2 separate regions of the Gossypium hirsutum genome follow, and region 2 is linked to region 1. Evidence: chromatin contacts called from public Hi-C data. All regions are on one chromosome and are shown on one strand. The core of a region is the stretch at or near the end of the contact, and the rest is flanking DNA. Distances in the headings are between cores, read along the strand shown.

Region 1 (4,531 bases), core at 14-2,513:
AAAGGAAAACTGCCATTGATTTATTGGAAGATTACTCTCAATTTTTTCTCCAAATTTAGAAGAGATAAAATGAATTAACATCCACCCCCAATTTGAAAAATATTGTTGGCTATAATTTGAAAGTTCGGCAGTTTTGTTTCACAAAACCGTTTCAAAAGAATAAAAATATTGTTAGGATTTTAAATGTGACTAACACAAGCACTGTGGATTTTGATTTTATAGTTTTACCCCACCAAGGTTCAAGTCTAGAGATATATTATTGTGAAGCTTTTACCTTTTGAGTGTTGATCAAATTAGAAAAGCATTTACCTAAATTCGAGATTGAATACCAAGCAGAGTCTAAACATGTGAAGCAGGAGAATAAAACAGCAACACATGCATCCTTTTAGATTTACATAAAGATACAGGGAAAAAGGAACTGTTTAAAAAACTACGTACATATTGAACTGATAATAGATTTCTTAACTTACACTGGGCCTATAATAATGCAACCAAACATAAACTTGGTGGTCTCCGATGGCCATTCCTAGGAAAAATGGAACCAGCAAGACCAATCCCGTAAGGAGATACCTCTCTCTTACGCATTCACATAACACATCCTAAACTCACGACACCTAATTAAAACTATGTAGCAGCTCTACAAATGTAAAAAAATTCATTGCGGAGGCTACTTGAGATGGACTAGGAAACCCTAAATGACAAAAAGAGGCTTGGACCTATGAAAATACAAAGAAAATTACATGATAGTAGCTGCAATTTAAGACTCAAGACAGTTCCCTGATGGCTTCCCAATCAATTTCCACTGAAGAGTACTTTTCCAAACTGAAGGCCTCATCATCATCCCACTTTGAATCAAAGAAATCCAAGAAAGTGATATCAGATTCTGGCTAAGAAGATCCAGCCAATGATTCATCGGATAAATCCGGAGTTGTTGATGATGATACCAATGGATTCTCCACTTTAGGGTCAGAGAACCTTGGAGACTGATCAAACTCCTCACTCTTTACACAGTAATCAAACTCCACCTTAGGTTTTGAATTAAAAACAGAAGAGGTCTTTGCTGAATTCTCTTGGTTCTACAAGCTCTGACAAACGGCCTGGAGCTTTGCACCAACAAAGGAATAGAGAAGCTTGAAGCCACCAAATTTCCCGGAAACATGAGCTCCTTGATGCTTGAGGTGGGGGAAGTTGAGCCTGGCAAAGTCTCCTCTAAGCATGTAAGCAGCCTTGTCATAAGCCAAAGCTGCTTCTTCAGCTGTATCGAAAGTGCCAAGCCAAAGTCGGGTTCGGTTCTTGGGAAGTCTGATTTCAGCAACTCATTTGCCCCAATTCCTCTGTCGCACTCCCCTGTAGAGTTTTGCAGGCTTTGGAGGAGTTGAGGAGACATGTTTCATAGGGACAGCCTTCGGGGAAAGAAAGTTGAGCCTCTGGTTTAGATATTGAAGGGATGTTGTTGCAATCATAGAATCAAGCTGCTGCTGTTGATAAATTTGAGCTTGAAAGCGCAATTGAAGTTGAACCTGTATGCTCAAAACCCATCAGATTGTTATAGTTGAAGAACTCATGGTTAGGAAACAAGTGGTTGCTCGATGATGGGGAGCAAAATTCAGGATCCATGTAAGGCTGAGAAGGTGTCAGTTGAGAATATGAGCAAGATGAAGAAGAAGAAGAAGAAGAAGAAGATAAAGGAAAGGTAGATGAAGAACTTTTCATGGAAGGCTCAAGTGCTTTCATTAACTCTTCCCTACAGGAATCTCAGAAAACTGAGTTGCTGCTGCTATTATACATATCAATAGCTGCTGCCATATCCAAAAACTAGTTAAAAGCAAAGCTGCTTCTTAATCAAAACTAAAAGAATAGGAAATAGTTTCTGATAAAAACCAAACTTGAGGGACCAAAAACAAACCCTCTTAGCTGATGAAAATAAAGCTTAAAAACTATTTACTTAATGAAATAAAATAAAATAAAAAACTGAAACCTGGATCTCAATTCTGAATCACCTTGCTTTTAAAAACCAACCTGGTAGCCTTGTTTAAGCTACACAAATTATTTCAGCTTGAAAGACAGGCGATGACAGAAAGGGATTCAGAGAAGCGGTGAATTGCAGAAAATGAAGGGGAATTATAAACATCAAACACTGTTGAAAAATCTGAAAACTCTCAATTTCTATTTTGGGTGGCCTCACTTTCGAGTTTACTCCCTTGTATTTCCAGGATCACCTTATCTCTTCTTATATAAAATTCTCTGCTCTACTCTACCCCATGTGCTTCCCTTACAAATCGTATAGATTTTTAACAATTTTTAATTAATTTTCAATAATCATCACTTAATTAATGGATTAATATTAATTTAAGGGTAAACTATCAAAATAGTCACTTTTTTTCGTCTCAGGTTACATTTTAGTCACTCATGTTTGAAATGTTACGATTTAGTCACTTACGTTATCGTGTTGTAACATTTTAGTCACTGAGTATTAATTGTCGTTTACGGTGTAATGATAAGCTAACCTAGCACGTTTAATCATCATTTCAAACTAAAATTTTAGGTTAAATTATACAATTGGTCCCTATATTTTTTTGTTTTGAGCAATTTCTTTTATGTTCTTTAAACTTTACTTTTTTTTCTCTTCTCTCTCTGTTTTTCTCCCTTCTCCATTTCTTTTAACATAGTTTTTCTATATTTTCCATTTATTAAAACTAATCCCTATACTTTTATCCTTTTGAACAATTTAATTTTTTTTTCTTTTTATCTTTTATTTTCCTTCTTCTTCCCCTTTATTTTTCTCTCTTATCATATTCTTCACTGTAAAAACATAATATTTGCCCACCAAATAAACCAAGTCCTTGTTTCTTTCACAAGATTCCTAATTTGAATTTCACTCGAAACTGAATATCAATCATTCTTAATCAAATCTCAATTTGAATATAAACTAATTTTGAAACTAAAATTGGATCTAACTAATCAAATATAAAAATCATAGCATTAATCAAATCTAAACATAAATTAAATTCTTTATATTCAAAACAATTTTTTTCTGTTCCAAACTTTTACAGAATCATGTAGATTATTCATTTCATTTTCTCTTCTTTTTTATGAATAAAATTAAGCAAACAATAAAATTGGCCTAAACCTTCTTGGATATTCCCAAGCAAACTTGATTGAAAGCCAAGCATGGATGAACCGAAGAGAGAAAGGGAGCATGGAACTGGAACGACGGAAATGCGCAAGTGTACACAATCGCAACAAGTAATAAAGTGACAAGTAAATGTCGAGTTATTGTACCCACAGGGACTGTGAAAAGGATTATTTATGAATGCAATTTAAAACACTTTGCTAAAGAAAAATATTTTGATTTGAGGAGGTGAATGAAAACTAAGATTTTTAACTAAGTAAAATAAATAAAATTAAAATAAAAGTTTCAATACATGATTTCAAAAGATTATTTTAATTAAGATGACATAATTTTATTAGATTAATTACATTTCTTAACTTAGAATTATTAAACTCAGGTTCATGTTGTTACGAATAAATTCACGGTAACTCGGTAATTTGCTAACTTATGAACAAACTTAGCTACCAAAATCTATTTATCTCTTGACTATATCTTTATATCAATTCAACCGATTAAACAAATTTTAATAAGCAAATGTGTTAATGCACATACATACTTATGAAATCAAAATAATCTCTTGTACATATCTCTATGCCAATTCAAACAATTAATTTAATCTCATAAGCACATAAAAGATTACGTGAGGTAACAATGTATTTCTACCTTAAAACAGTTTAATCACAATAATCTTACAAGTTATGTAAGGCTAATGTATCGTTAGATACCGTTGCTAATTTAATCCTCAGCTACCTTAGATGATTCAACATGCATTGATTAAGTACTGTGTCAATTAATTACAATTTTAATGCAAGAATAACTTAGTCATGGTTTTACTTAATCAAACATCTTACTGAGGCCTATAACAACACAAACACAATTTTAATAAATTGAGTAGATGAAAAGCAATCAACCTAACACGAATTAAATTTAAGTCATATTAATTAAATTAAACATTTCAACATCATAAATATTCATAGACATGTTCATCATAAAAACAACAAAATTAAAAGGATAGGGAACAAGAATCAAATATGGTGTTCTTTCTGTGGCTTGACTAGTTTGCTCCACTCCTCCTTCTCTACTTGCTCTTGTAGAACCAAGGCTTCTACGAACACTTGAATGCTGCTCCAAATGGTGGATGAATGACTCTTTCCCTAGAGGTGAAATCGGTAAAGAAATCAAGAATAATGGAAAGGAAATGAAGAGAGAAAAAAGATAGAGAAGTGAAGAGAAAAAGAGTTGAGATGTGTTTGAAGTGAGCAGCCAAGGGGGTATTTATAGGTTGAGATGGCTGCCAAAATTAGCAAAAATCAGCAGCCATGGAGTCCCCCTATGGCCTGCCACACATGTGGCAAGTTTGAAGTTTTCAAACTTGCTATATTAAGGTAGGGGCAAATCTAGAAAGGCACAAATTGTGGA
Region 2 (5,010 bases), core at 97-2,596, 110 kb after region 1:
CTAACTCAGATGGCAGTTGGTAGTTAATGGAAGTTGTACTAGAAGTAGAATTAGTGCTAGGTGTAGAAGCCATAGCATCAACCATGGAAGAGCTAGTAAATAAGGGAGGAGGATAATTAAGTTTCTGAGCAAATGGTCTTAAAAGATAATTAGGAGATGAAGTTGTACCAAATAAATCAAGTCTGGTTCTCGGGAAAGGTGAGGAGGTGAAGGGTGGTGCAGGGATCCCAGTAAACTCCTGAACCATGGCTCGGAAATTGGTGGTGTCTGTGGTCAAAACAGTGGTTGGTGCACGCCGGGAAGCTCTGGATCTCTTCTTTGAGTTACGCACCATATTGTTGTTGTTGGGTTGGCCACTTGTGCCTGAACCTTTTGTACCACTTTCAGGTCCTTGAGGAATCTGCATAGAAGGAAAAGTGGTTCTGCTTTGTGCTTGCTGGTTGGTGAATAACTGTTGGGTTGGTGGTGGCGATGATGAGGCCATAAAGCCACGAACAAGATCATTGCAGTTGGGCTCAGATCTTAGATTTCTGGACCAAACCACATCAAGATTGAGTTGTGAATTTGGGTTTGTCACACTTGATAAGGGATGACCGAAGTAGTTCGATAAAGGGTCAAACAACACAGATGAGGAAGAAGGACTTTGGTGTTGCTGTTGCAGAAGCGGCGGCGATTGTTGGTTACCCAAGGGACCATGACCAATATGGCTCGATGGGTTATTGTTAAAGAAAGCTGAGTTTGAGTTAGCGCCTGAATCAAACTCTTCACTGCCACCACTCGGAGATTGCACACTACCACTGTTACCAGAATCCATGAGACAAAAGACAGACCAGATATGGAGTTTTTTTCTTCTTTTTTTCTTTCAGAGAAGAGATTTTTTGCTTACTTCACTACTCAGACTCATTTAAGAAGGAAGCTACAAAACAAAGCATGAAAGCAATATAAAAAGAAAAGAAAAGAAAAGAGAGAAGAAAGAGGAAGATCTTCTGGAAGAAGAGTTATCAGAAAGTACCCATGTTGTCTTTAAAGCTCTGATCTGAAAAACAAGACAGTACTTTGGCTTGCTTTTTTACTTTCTCTTCCACCAAAAAGGTATGTAGTAAATTAAACAAAGGAATTGACAAAGTTTCAAGAGAATCATCAATTAAACTAAATGGTTTGCAGAAGATAGGTAAAACGGAAGTAAACTTTCTTTGAAGAGGGAAGGCCCCTTTTTTATTAATATCCCCCCCCCCGCCCCTTTTGCGTTTTAGCCTTGCGGGTTAAGAAGAAAAGAACTAGGGTTCCTTTCAATTTTTTGAGGGTGGGTAAGATACTAAAATGTATTGTCTGTTTAAGAGAAATTAAGGGACAGAAAAAGAAGTTGGTTCGCTACCCTTTTTATTTATTTGCTACTTGGTGTCTTTTTTATTTTTAACTTTACAAGTTAAAATTATCATGTATCTTTATATATATATATATAATTATTTTAATTATACTCTACAACCACGCACCATCCCCCGTTAATCAAATTCTTTTTCATATATAAAAGAAAAACCAACGGCTTTGATGATAAGCAACCGGTCAAAGTAAAAGAAAGTTATGGTTTCGGTCCTCATAGTGTGAAAGGAAGAAAAAAGATGTACTGTAGGGAGGAAATCTTTTTTAAAGCAATACATATTATATACTATTCATTTTCTTTTATAAGATTTTCTTTTTAGTCTTTGGTGTTGGGGAGTAATGAGGTGGGCAAGCAAACAAATTTGAGAAGATGGTTGTTGAATGGTATATATAAGATATCAACCATCACTACCATTGCTTTTCAAAGCCCATAAGAAAAACCCCCTGCCTGTATTTTCTTATGTTTAAATTGGTTAGGTAACTTAGGTTTAATGATGAGAAAGAAAAGAAGGTGCAAGTGCGCTGTTTATATCCATTTCTTCACAGATTATTTGGTATAAGAAAAACAATAAATGAACATTAGAAAAATATATATTAAAATTCCCTAGCCACATCCTTTGACCTAGTCATTGATTAAATACCAAAAAAGAAATAAAAAACAATTCATAATCTGGGTTTAATATTATGTAATTGATTCAGAGGAACTTCAGAGAATCTTACAGTCTTCCTCTTGTTGAAATGTATGTGGAAAATAATGATATTTTCCTGTTATCTTCTACTTTATCTGATAACGAGATATATATATATATTCGCAGCTTTTCTAGCATCGTTATCTTCTCAGACTTTAATTATTTCAAATAATATCGTAAAAGAAAAGAAAAGAAAAGCAGAAACAAAGAGGAGAAAGATCAGTTGAACAACACCTTAACTACGCTCTGCAACCATCAAAAAAAAAAAAGATAGCTATAGTTATTGAAGTAGCTAAACAATATTATTAAACTTTTAACCAATATTATAAAAAATATTTTTATATAAATTTAAAAAACAAATTAATTTTATAATATAAAGTTGAATGTAAAATTAAAGAGTCTTTTGTCCATACATGTATGGTCTGTATTTGACCCTACAAAACCAAACCCTAACCCTAAAAATCCGAATCCTCACGTATTCCATGTTTGCACGTCATGTACTTGCTCTGTAGAGCTATGTTTTTTCCCCCTTATTTTTTAACCTCGTGTCTAATAGAAAATATCATTAATTAGAATGTAACTTAATGACAAAGGATGAAATAGATAAAGAGAGGGCATTGAAGGCTCTCAAAATCAGTTGCCTAATTATTATGTCTGATTTAAGTTGCTTGAGCCTATAAAATTACCCATTTGTTTGTTTTGTATATAATAATAATGATAATAATAATAATAAACTTGGGTGAGCGTATGGGCGGTCTCTAACCCAAGTAAGGGCCATTGGTGCGCAGTGGATTGATTGGACTTGGCATCGTTTTCAATCAACCTGTGGCTCACATAAGGATGCATTACTGTCGCTTTATTTTTTGATCTCGACCCTCCGATTGATGTGGATATTCCTTTCCCTTTGATGTTTTACTTTCTCACTTCATAATATTTTAATACAATAATGAACTCAAACTAAAAGCATATTCAATTTATTAATCTCAAACAGAAAAGGCTTACAAACAATTTGGGTTTTTTTTTTTCTTTCCTAATACCCTCCAGTATTTGCCGTCACTTTTTCTAAGCGGATAAATCTTACTAATAAAAGAAAAAAATCAAAATAAGGTTACAAAACTGAAGGACGTCAATGTCCCCATAAAACACGTATAGAAAACCGAACAAAATTTCACAATAAAAGAAAAAAGACAACTAGGTGCAATCAACACAAGGTAAAAAATTCTTTTATTATCTACTTTTCTCGATCACAATATCCTGTTGAGATATTAAGAAGCAAAGAGGTTAGTAAGGTGGTTAGAGTCAGTTATATGTAAAGTTAGTTAGTTAGTCAAGACTTTATAAATATAGAATGTACTATCAGTTTCAATAATATAGAGGAATTTTCACAATCATTCAAAGTGTTTTTAATCTTTTCAACATGGTATCAGAGCTCCGACGATCTTTATCTTTCCGGTAATAGTTCCGTTGCTGCTTGCTGGTCAATAGTTGCGGTCATTCTGGTGGTTTTTTCTGTCGTTGTTAGCCAAGGTTTGACGAACAGTCTTAGTTAACTAGTTGATTGCTGTTGTGTGCCTATGCCAAATGTTCATTGGGCTTGTGGAGTAAGTCGGAAGCCCAAATTTGGTTATTTATCCCCAATTGGCGTAGTAGTCTAGGGTTTTCTTTCCCAAATTGATCAATCTGTTCCTTCTCCTTGTTCGTTGCTTCTTGGTGTGTTTTTTTTTTTGAATAGCAGAGATGATGAATTATCATGAATCCCTCTGAATCAACCATTGACTTCAATCACCGACTACATTTGCATCCATCTGACACCCTAGGAACTTTGTTAGTTTCGCATCAGTTACTCGGTGTTGAAAATTATAATGTTTGGAGTCGAACGATGAAGATTACACTGTTAGCAAAAAACAAATTGGGGCTGGTGGATGACACTTGTTCTAAAGATTCATTGCCAGAAAAAATGGGTTACCAGTGGGAGAGGTGTAACGCGATTGTGCTCTCTTAGATACTCAATACTGTCAGTAAAGAACTTTTGGCCGGAATTGTGTTTGCGTCAAGTGCAGCAGCCGTTTGGACTGGTCTTAGTGAGCGATTCCACAAAGTTGATGGCTCAAGAATTTATTTCTTGCACCGTGAGATTGCTTCTCATCTTCAAGGTACGGCCTCCATCTCGACATATTTTACAAAGCTTAGGTTACTTTGGGATGAGTACAATGCACTGGTGCCGACATCTTCTTGTGGTGTATTCAGTCTCAACAGAATGTTACTCTTGTATCACAACAGAATTTGTTTCAGTTTCTTATGGGCTTGAATGAGACTTATAATGCTGTGCGGAGTCAAATTTTGTTAATGGATCCTTTACCTACTGTTAATAATGCCTACTCGATGCTTATGCAAGAAGAGTCGCAGAGAAAACACAATTCTAGTAATATTGGAGTCGATTCGATTCCATTTTCTTCGGTTCAAATGGTACAGAAGAAGCGCTTTTTTGGCACTTGTGATCATTGCAAAATTAAGGGACATAAAAGGGAGAATTGCTACAGATTAGTTGGTTACCCTGCAGACTTTAAATTCACAAAGAGGAAGGCAAATACTGGCTCGGATTCTGTTGTGAATAACGTTACTGCTACTGTTCCTGCACATGGCAATGAAGTTGTGGATTCCCTTGGTTCTAGTCCACAGATGCCGATGTTTACACAGGAACAATATCACCAAATAATGAATTTGCTGAGTAAAGAACCTGCTGTTGAAGCTGCTGCCAGTTTAGCAGGTATGGTTAACATTGGTCACAAGTGGATTGTAGATACTTGTGCTACTGATCATATACTATCTGATCTTCAATTCTTAGAATCGCCTGTTGAATGTGCATTGGGTTCATCTTGTGTTCGACTTCCAAATGGTTCTTCTGTTTCCATTACCCATGTTGGTACTTGTAATATTTTAC

What was found. Hi-C and Micro-C count contacts between places; a contact is called where the count stands out from the background.
Region 2: a contact with region 1 is called in a Hi-C map of fibers, with 2.7 times the contacts expected there. The contact joins the promoter of LOC107945530 here to the enhancer-like site in region 1. A contact is called at or near these places in 10 of 34 Hi-C or Micro-C datasets (callus, fibers, hypocotyl and 2 more).

What each region holds. Positions count from the first base shown.
Region 1 is chrD12:36,878,483-36,883,013 of Gossypium_hirsutum_v2.1, forward strand. It overlaps the pseudogene LOC107945528. Among protein-coding and RNA genes, the nearest start is that of LOC121224787, 22 kb to the right of the region's middle. Within about 2 kb of position 1,264, at least 5 of the 9 cell types and tissues checked have an H3K27ac peak or open chromatin away from gene starts, as enhancers often do. A contact at or near this core is called in fibers, where this site is marked.
Region 2 is chrD12:36,987,375-36,992,384 of Gossypium_hirsutum_v2.1, forward strand. It overlaps LOC107945530, which reads right to left and starts at 1,347. Exons shown (of 2, transcript XM_016879581.2): 1 at 1,013-1,347; 2 at 1-916. The coding sequence starts at 814.